2 separate regions of the Mus musculus genome follow, and region 1 is linked to region 2. Evidence: chromatin contacts called from public HiChIP or PLAC-seq data. All regions are on one chromosome and are shown on one strand. Each heading gives the region's core, a stretch centred on a gene start, on an enhancer-like site or on the middle of the called end of the contact. The rest is flanking DNA. Distances are from core to core; before and after follow the strand shown. Region 1 holds the start of Mier2 (MIER family member 2). Region 2 holds the start of Casp14 (caspase 14).

The links. HiChIP or PLAC-seq counts read pairs in DNA pulled down with a chosen protein or histone mark.
Region 1: an H3K4me3 HiChIP or PLAC-seq map of embryonic forebrain shows a contact between it and region 2, with 5 times the contacts expected there. The contact joins the promoter of Mier2 here to the promoter of Casp14 in region 2. A contact is called at or near these places in 2 of 39 promoter capture datasets (cranial neural crest and hippocampal neurons) and 3 of 115 datasets of contacts at active chromatin or transcription factors (embryonic forebrain, embryonic stem cells and stem cell-derived neural progenitor cells).

The regions. Positions count from the first base shown.
Region 1 is chr10:79,553,453-79,558,397 of GRCm38.p6, forward strand. It overlaps Mier2 (MIER family member 2), which reads right to left and starts at 1,676. Exons shown (of 14, transcript NM_001316699.1): 1 at 1,622-1,676. The coding sequence starts at 1,630.
Region 2 is chr10:78,715,585-78,720,712 of GRCm38.p6, forward strand. It overlaps Casp14 (caspase 14), which reads right to left and starts at 2,709. Exons shown (of 7, transcript NM_009809.5): 1 at 2,523-2,709; 2 at 236-302. The coding sequence starts at 274.

The DNA.
Region 1 (4,945 bases), core at 426-2,925, 840 kb after region 2:
GTACTCGCTCAGGAAGCCGCATCCCTCGATTCCACCTAGCATCTTTTGGAGCACAGACTCCAAGCTGTGAGGAAGCCCAAGCCACACAGAGACCTCACGAATAGGGTTGTAGCCCACACCCCAAAGGGGCAGAGGTTTCAACATTAACTCCTACAAACTGCAACCCACAAAGGACCCCAAGAATTATGAGAGGTCAGAACAAGTGAATACTGAGTTGTCAGAGAGCATTCTCAAGAGAAATGACCCACATCCACACCTAGGCAAGGGCCCCGTGCCCCTGGTGTCCCAGCCTCGCCCCTCCACCGTGGCAGCTAGGACATCCCGAGAGACGGGTTCAGCCTGTCTCCACCCACATGGAGCTAGGACATGGGACAAACAAGGGAGCTAAACCAAGGGACAGGAATGAAGAAAACGGGTGGGAGCTGGGCAGCTGGGGTCAGAGGTGGCGTCCTAGAGACCAGATGAAGTGGGACAACTGACAGGCAACTCTGTAGGAATTCCGACTACAAGAAAGAAACCCAGGGGCTGGATGGTCTCATGAGGACTGCAAAGGATAGGCACAGCGAAGAGGTGTGGCTTAGACTAAGAACGGGACAAGCCACCAGCTCAAAGAGATGGCTGAGACACACACTAACCAAGTAGCTGACACTGAGGACTTCTATGTAACCACTGCCACTTTCATGAGTTCAAAACATGGATGCAGCAAAACACCCTCTCAGTTATAGAAAGGCACCACCAGGTTCCCACTTAAGATGAGGAAACTGAGGCAGAACCCTTCCAAATCCTAGACTCCAGGAGAGCACGTAAGCACAGGCTGGGGAGTCTCCACCACCCATGCCACACAGGGCAGAGCAGCCCAAGAGCACCCACTTGGCCGCCATGCCCCAAAAGGGGTATCGGTTGATCTATCTTGTCTTCAGAAGGTCTGCTTCCCCAAAGGCCCCCTAAAGAAGGAACTAAACCCCTAAGAACCCTCTGAGTCAACCAGCCAGAGTTGTCCAACGGGGCCCCCAGATCCCGACCCTGTGGCCCACGCGCGGGCCTGTTGCTGCCCCAAGCTGCCCCACTCGCGCACTGTGCAGAGTTCCAGTACCGGAGTGGCGGATTCGCAGCGCGTCGCTGGGGGCTGGTCCCGGAGTTCAGCGGCCGCACCCCGAGGTGCAGGTCAGCTCTGGGCTGTGCGCCGCAGCCCCGCACCCGCGGGGAGGCCCGCGCTCTCGCTCCCACAGCCAGACGAACTCCACGCGCGAAACTTTCCGCTCGCAGAGAGCCGCCGACTCCGCGCCCTGCTCATCCCCAACGCGCCGGAATGCGGTCCCCGCGCCGCCGTCCCAGACGCCAGCGCCGCACACCCACCCGGTCCGCGGCGCCCTCCCGCCGCGCGGCCCCGGGTCTCGGCCCCGCACCCGGCCGCCCGCGCCTCGCGCCCCTCCCCCCCGCCCGCCCGCGCATGCGCACCATAGCCGAGATGGGGAAGGGGGGTCGTCGGGCGCCCACGGGGCTCATGCTCCGCCCGGTAATAGTGGGGAGGCTCGAGGCGCTCGGACTGGGAGAGCACGGGCCGGACCAGGTCGACCCAGGGCAGTGTGTGGGAGGGGCCGCTACCCAGCCGCTCACTCACCTCCGCCATGGCCGAGCGTGCGCGCGGGAGGCGGCGGCCGCGCGGGTCCCCGGATGCGGTGCCGCGCGCTTATTGGCGGAGGAGCTGGGAGGCGGAGTGGGGCGGGGCCGCAGGAGGCGCGTAGTAGGTGTGCTGGCGAGGAGCGGAGATCTATAGCCTGGGTCCGGTGTACCCCACGCCCGTACATCAGCCAATCAGCTGATTCCTGTGTGTCCACAGGTGAGGGAGATGGCGCAAACAGGGAACAAGCCACAGGTGAAGAACAGTCTACAAGTGAAGAGGTTCCACAGGTGAGGGGACAATCTAGCAGTGAGGGGTTTGGGTCCCGAAGTGAAATGGGTATGGTCTGGAGGTGAGGGGAAGGTCCAGAAGTGATGGGGAATGGACTAGAGGTGAGAGGGGATAGTCCAGAGATGAAGGGGAGGATGTCTTGAAATGAGGGAGAATGAGATGAAACAACTGACAGGTGAGGGATGGTCTAGGGGTGAGGGGGTGGTCCTGAGGTGAAGGACACTGGTACAGAGAGCAGGGCATGAGAGCCTCCAGAACAGGTGCACAAACCTGACTTTCGCTGTCAGGAGGGTGCAGACAGAATGGGAGAGGCAGACCGGTGGGCAGACCTAGGCTTGCAGAGGTGAAGGCCTCTGGTCTACACAAGTCACCAAATGACTCTTCCTTCCCTCTGGGGCCAGGACCAAGCTGGGAGGTGAAGGCACCACTAAGGTTCAAGCACAAAAGCTGTCTCCCACCCCTGAGGATTTGCCCAAGACAGAAAGTCTGCCCCCTGCTCGTTTGGTGGGTTCATCATTCCATGAACCTGAGTCAGTCAGTCCTAACCCAAAAAGAGAACTGTGACAAGGATCACTAGAGAAAGCCAGGCATGGTCGCCCATACTTGTAACTCCAGTGCCCAGGAGGCTGAGGCATGAGAGTTACTATCAGTTTGAGGCTAGCATGGGCTTTGGAGCGAGACCCTGCCTCAAGAAACCAAGCTACTGGGTATGGTGCCACAAGCCTTTAATCCCAGCACTCAGAAGTCAGAGGCAAACAGGTCTCTGTGAGTTGGAGGTCTATGTAGCAAGTTCTGGGACAACCTTGGCTACGTAGTAAGACCCTATATGTGTCAAGACAAACAACAATAGCAAACACACACAAATTAACCAATTACCAAAGGTTAAGCAATTGGATGAATGGATGAGCAGAAAGATTCTTCAAGGTTAGGGCTTTCTTTCCCATGGACCTGATAGTTGCAATGGGGAACTGAGGTGACCTTTCAGCCAGCTGGGAAATATGAGCATCATTAGGGGAGGTGGACACTCAGCATTTCCTCAGGTGATGCCTAGACAACATCTCTCATCCAGGCCAGAGTTCAGAAACTGTTGACAGAAGTGTGGGCTCCAGACCCAGCCTAAAAGGGAAGGTCCCGCTCAATGGTGAGACTGTGTTCTTCAGAAGTGTCAGAGGAGAGAGAACTGTAGAAGCCTCCAAGTTCCATCAACAACACTCAGTACTTGATAGTTAATGACCCACAAAACAAGGGAAGTGCCACAGAGGCCTCTCAGACTTGATTGCTGGAACTGAGTCCAGATGTAAAGACTTGGATCACTGTTGAGTTTCCCAAAATTGATAACTAGCTTATGGGTCTGTAAGAGTATAATCTTGGGCTGGAGAGATGACTCCGTGGTTAAGAGCACTGACGGCTTTTCCAGAGGTCCTGAGTTCTGGAACACAGCAACCACATGGTGGCTCACAACCATCTGTAATAAGATCCGATGCCCTCTTCTGGTGTGTCTTTAAGACAGTGATGGTGTACTCATATAAAATAAATAAATTTTTTAAAAAACTTCCTCTAACAAGACCATACCTCCTCATACTGCCAATTCCCATGGGCCAAGCATAGTCAAACCACCATACTGTAATGGAGAGATGGCTCAGTGGTTAAGTGGCTCTTGCAGAGGACTCAGATTTGGTTCCCAGCATACACATGGCGGCTTACAACCATCTGTAACTCCAGAGGCTTTGCCAGCGTGGCTCAGTCCTTTCTCCACGAAGCCCTGCCCCTTCCACCCTCTGGCCCAGTGCTGCATGAACTTTTCTTAGGGAGGAACCTACAAGCTACTGGTCACCCTAAGGGGTCCTACAGATAGAGGTGTGACTCCCCCGGAGGCAGTGAGTTCATTAGCCTTACAGAGAGTGTGCGTGACCCAAAAGCAGCTGAACCACCAAAAGGGGACTCTCAGTGTCTTAGTGTTTTACTGCTGTGAACAGACACCATGACCAAGGCAACTCTTATAAGAACAACATTTAATTGGGACTGGCTTACTGGTTCAGAGAGTCAGTCCATTAATGTCAAGACAAGAGCATGGCAGCATCCAGGGAGGCATGGTGCAGGAAGAGCTGAGAGTTCTACATCTTCATCTGAAGGCGGCTAGTGGAAGACTGACTTCCAGGCAGCTAGGATGAGGGTGGGTCTTAAACCCAAAGTGACACACCTACTCCAACAAGGCAACACCTTCTAATAGTGCCACTCCCCGGGCCAGGTATATACAAACCAACACACCCAGCATTGATGATAATATCCCCAGAGCTGTGTAGATGGGGTTCCCCTTTCAGACATCCTTCCACACTGTGAACTCCAGCGTCTCCTGAGGCCAGCGCAGATTGGTGTCACACAACTGGGAGGATGCTGTAGGAAGGAATGGCATCTCAGATGAGGGCTTAATGGCACTCATCAGCCTGCTCTGTGATGGAGCATCAACCCCAATCTGAAGGATATCTTTCAGGCAGTCATGACTGCTCCAATAAAGGCGGTAATGGCTGTTAGGCTCTGAAGAAGAACAGCATTCCACAACACCCAATGGTGACCTTGGTGTGTTTCTGCCCACGATGCCTCAAAGTCCATTATGTCATAATATGGCTTGAGTCATACTCTGAAAAAAAAAATTTTTTTTTTTTGGTTTTTCGAGACAGGGTTTCTCTGTGTAGCCCTGGCTGTCCTGGAACTCACTCTGTAGACCAGGCTGGCCTCGAACTCAGAAATCAACCTGCCTCTGCCTTCCAAGTGCTGGGATTAAAGTTATGTGCCACCAAGCCCAGCTGAAAATGTTTTAATAACAAACCAAAAGACTGCCTTGGTATGCCTGTACTGCTCTAAGAGACTAGCAGAGCCAAGGTGGAAGATGGGCACAGCCTTGCTCTTAGGAGTCAGAGGAAGGAGGGTCACTTGAGCCCAAGAGTTCAAGGACAATCTGGCAGCAGAGCAAGAGGTCTTAGTTACCTTTAAATTGCCGTGACAAAACACCATGGCCACAGCAACTTACAGAAG
Region 2 (5,128 bases), core at 1,459-3,958:
ATCTTATACCATCTGAGAAAGGGTGGTATTGGGGTTAGAATTTCTTTTGTGAAGAAAAGCAGTTTGAGTAAGGACCAAAGTGATAAGAGACAGTTGTGTTGGGTTCCTTCCCTCCTTTTCCAAGTTGCTTTCCATTTCTGGGTATATTCTTTTGTCTTCTTTTTCATTCCTTCTGCACCATTTAAGTTTTTCCACCCCTTTTCCACATCTCCATGCATTTTGTACCCTCACCCACCTCCTGCAATGGCTGAGGATCACTCATCTCTGACTCCATGTCTGGCTTTCAGCACCTTTGTTTTGCCCTGGAGGTCAAGAGAACACAGGTAAAAAGTTCCCACAGGAAGGCTGATGGGGTAAGGTGAAAGTTTGATTTGTCTATCGTGGACTTTTGAAACTGCATAGGAAAGTTACTATATGGTCAGACCTGGAACCACATGGACCATCCCTAGAGTATGTTTTCTCTACAGTTACAATACCTTGGAGTCTTTCATCCATGTCATTCTAAGTCCATTAAAAATGACATCTCTTGCTGGGTGGTGGTGCCACATACCTGTAATTCCCAGCACACAGGAGGCAGATCTCTATGAGTTCAAGGCTAGCCTGATCTACAGAGCAAGTTTCAGGATAGCAAAGGTTACACAGAGAAACCTTGTCTTGAAAAACAAAACAAACAAAAACCAAACAAACAAGAAACAAAGAAAGAGGAAAATGTCATCTCTTGAACCCTCTTTTCCTCCTCCTCCAGAACATTTACTTGCTTGGGTTTGGCAGTCTCTTCCTTCCTAGGACTGATCATGGCAAATAGCCCACATACTTTTCTGTTATACCAAGGGATGTCTGGCTGGGGAGGGTTCATGGTTAGCTTAAACTGAGCATTCCATCAAAATGAGATCTGGCTTCTTCATACTTGTGGTTTTCTCATCTGAGGAGGTCAATCTATGTCTCCCTGTCTGCCTTGAGTCTGAGCATCTTCCAGGAGTCTTCATCCTTCTTCTTGAGTCCTAGCTTGTACCCTGGCTAAACTGAAGGATGTCTGGCATGCCCTGAGCCTTTCCTCACACTTCTGATGAGACTGGAGTGCTTCTTATGATTGGAGTGACATAATGTCTGCTATGCCTTCTCTCCATTGCACATACTTTTACCCACCTACCAATCCATACACATACTGGCCATCCAGCCATGGGTCTATCCATCTACTTATTTACCCATTAATCACTTATTAAACAGTTATTCATCCATTTATCCATCCATCTATCCATCTATTCATCCATCATCCATCCATCCATCCATCCATCCATCCATCCATCCATCCATCCATCCATGTACTTTAATATCTAACTGTCCAATTGTGCACTTATGCCTTTAGATGTTCTCCTATCAGCCATCAAACAATCTTCTACACATTTACCTATAAACCAACCATAAATCTCTTAGTTGTCCATATCTACCCACCCAGTTGCATCTAACTCTCCTCCACTGATTAAGCATATGTTTCCTGAGGGCTTATTATATATTAATCACCGGGAAAACATTATGTTAGATAGTCCTTCTCCTTGCCCTTATGTAGTTCTATGACAGACATGAATGACCATCAACTTTCTCCCCTATGAAAACACACACACACACACACACACACACACACACACACACACACCCCATGAGGAAAGAGGAAACAAATACTGTAACTATGGAAGTGACAGGAGCCCAGCTCTGAACTCAGACATAGCAGACCCCAGTCCCATCCCAAGAACATAAGCTTCTCACTCTGTCTCACTCTGAGATTCAGTGGTTGCATCTGGGAATAGCAGTAGGTACATCAGCAGTAAAGGCAAACTAAGCCAGGCTTCATGATCCCTACTGGCCTCGTGGCTATGCCGCTCCCTTCTTTGCCTGTTTATACTTGCATTACGGCAATGTGTGTGTTTTTACAAACTACTCACTGAATATCGCTTTAATCATCTTTGTGATTACATGCCTGTAATGAAGAGTGTAAGACAGATGTATTGACAAGTACAAATAAAATTTACAACAAACATCCCATATTTTATGTTAAGTATTAGGTCTCTCAGACTAGAAAGAAGAAAATGACATGAAGAGGAAGTAGCCGTGCTTCCCCGATTCTTACTCCAGTGGCTGAACTGGTAGCTGAGCTGAGTTTTCATGACCAAAGCCTGCTGTCTTTATCTGTGTCTCCATCAGGGCTGACAGAATGGGTGGAGAGGCAGGTTTTGAGGAGAACGTGTTGAGCAAACAAATAAACAAATGAACAGACAAGAAAGGGCCTGTGTAGGAATTTGTTAGAACAAATGGAAAACTTCTTCATTTCTGTCAGAATAGAAAAGGGGAAGGGGGAAAGAGGGAGGGCAGAGGGGGGAGGGAAGGAGGAGGGAGGGAAGGAGGGGGAAGGGAGAAGGAGAGAGAGAAGGGGAGAGAGAGAGAGAGAGAGAGAGAGAGAGAGAGAGAGAGAGAGAGAGAGAGAGAGAGAGAGAGAGAGAGAGAGAGGTGACTGGCAAAGCCCTCACCGGCTGTAGAAGCAGGTGCTCCTTCTCCTTGGGATCAGGCCCTGGCTTGTCTGTCTCCAAGCTGCTGATAACAGCGCTGTCATTCAAGAGGAGTTAGAGCCTCGTGCTGCTCTCCAAGAAGGGGCGGGCACGGAAAGGTTTCCCCAAGCTTCTCCTGAGATCCTGTCCGTGACTAGAGCAGTACAAACTCTGTACCTTTATTGTCTGCAAGTTTTCTGTCACCAAGACACCTCGTGACAAGAGAGCCACACCCTTGGCGGCAGGTGTAGGAGCAGAGTCAAACGCCCATGGAATGAATGAACGAACGATGGCATGGCTCAGTGGACACCACCCCACCCCCACTGCACCACCTCCCGGCCTACCTGAGGGAGAGCATCCAAAAGGAACAAAACACGGCCCCCTCTGCTCTCTATCCCGGGTTCAACTCATTAACATGAGATCTCTATCATCAAGACCAGTTCACTCATTCCACTATCAGGCAGATAGCAGCAGCTTCACTTTCGCGTCATCTCCAGTCCTCAGGAGTCCTCAGGAGACATTAGCATTGTCTCTCCCATTTTGAAGCCTAGGCTCAAGGCTGTGCAAATAGGTGACAGCTCAAGAACACCCAGACAGCACTTACCATTCAAATCCAGGATTGTCCTCCACGATGCTTTATGCCCCCTCCTCAGCTCTCTTCTCTTCCTCTTATTCTTCCCCTTTTGTTCTATCCCAGTATCTTGTTTTATGTTTATTTTTATGTTGACAGGTTTCATGAGATAAACTCATACTATTCAGCTCTTCCACTGGCATGCCCAACTTGCTGGCTTTAAGACCTTTACAGAGTAGGGCCAGGAACTCTTCACCGTACAGCACTCTAGAACATGCTCATTGCCTTTCAAAGACTGGCAGGATCTCTCATTGAACCAGGAACTATGCTTGCAGGCAGCAATCCCCAGCAGTCCTCCTGTTTGTAACAGTGCTAAGGTTATAGACCTGAGCATGTGGCCCCGTATGGCTTTTTACATGGTTTCTGGAGATTTGAATTTAGATCCTCGTGCTTGTGTATGAAAAACTCTGATGAGACATCTCCCCAGCCATGCATCTTAAAGTAATTTTTATTCCATTTATATTGGTTATTAATTGCATACCACACCACATACCAAAGTATGTATATGGAACTCAGAAGACAACTTGTGGGAATTCTCTCTACCTTTTGGCCCAAGGGATCAAACTCAGGTCATTTGCAGTAAGTTCCATTACCCACTGAGCCATCTTGCCCACCCACGCTTGTTCGTATATGTGACATTGTGTGTATGTGAGTGCATGCACATGCATACACATGTGTGGAAACCAGTGTTGGATCTCTTCCTCTATTGCTTTCCGCCTTAGGTTATGAGTCACGGCCTCTCACTGAGCTTCAAGCTCACTGATTCAGCTAGACTGATTGGCTGGCGAACACCTGATATCCAACTGATTTCACCTCTCCTCGGCTAGGATTAGAAATGGATGCTGCCATCCTCTGCTTTTTATATGCGTGCTGGGAATCTGAACTCAGTTTCTCATGACTGAGCCATCCGTCTCTTCATACCCCCTTTCCTGGATATTTTACAGAAATCGATTCATGTCGCACATAGCCTTCTGTGTTTGGCTTCTTTCATTTAGCACAGTATTTTTGAAATTCCTTGACATTGTAGCTTGCATTGGTCTCCATTGCTCATCAACACTGAATACTACTGGGCCGAATGAAACCTACCTGATGGAGGTCATTTTGAATATTTTTGCCTTTGGGTGATGTGCACCACAAATATTCATGTGCAATGTTATATACATCTATGGACACGTGTTTGTGTAAGTTCATGTATTTTTATTCCATTCCTGAGAGTAAAATACCAAAGCAGACATTTTGTTTTGGTTCTCACAACTGGAATATTTCTGTTCACCCACTTCTGTTTGCTTTAGGCTTACCCAGACCCAACATTTTTCTCTACAATTCCCCAAACACTACCCTAATAGAAAATTCCAGAATTCATTTTTTTCTGCTTTCAGCATTTCATATAAGTGAGATCTCATATTAAACTCTATTATAAATTTTATTCTTAAAATTTAGTTAATTTTTACTACATTTATTTATTTACTCTGTGTGTTTTTGCAAGTTCACACATGCACATGCGCATGTACGTGTGTATGTGCAGTGAATAAGTATGGAGGTAAAAGGACAATCTTTGTGAACTGGTTCTTTTTCCACTATGCAAGTCTCAGGGATAGAACTCAGGTGGTTAGGCTTGGAGCAAGTGCCTTCACCCACTAAGCCATCTTGCCAGCCCGATGGGCAGTGTCATTGCCACTTAGAATAATATTGATTGATCTTTATCAATCATTGCTGCTGGAGCAGATTAATGATTCAACCACCACCCTTAGAAATAATTTAGGGATGTAGTTTGTTAGTATAGTTGGGTTAAGATGTTTTTGTTAGTGGCTTTGATGTAAAAAAAAATCTTGGGGAGCAATTTAAATTTTAGAAAGGCACACTCTTGATAGTTGAGTGAGGGACTCCTTGAAGTCAGGGAATAAGAACAGTGACAGCCGGCCATTACTAGCTGACCTGCCTCTCTTGCTGACGCTGT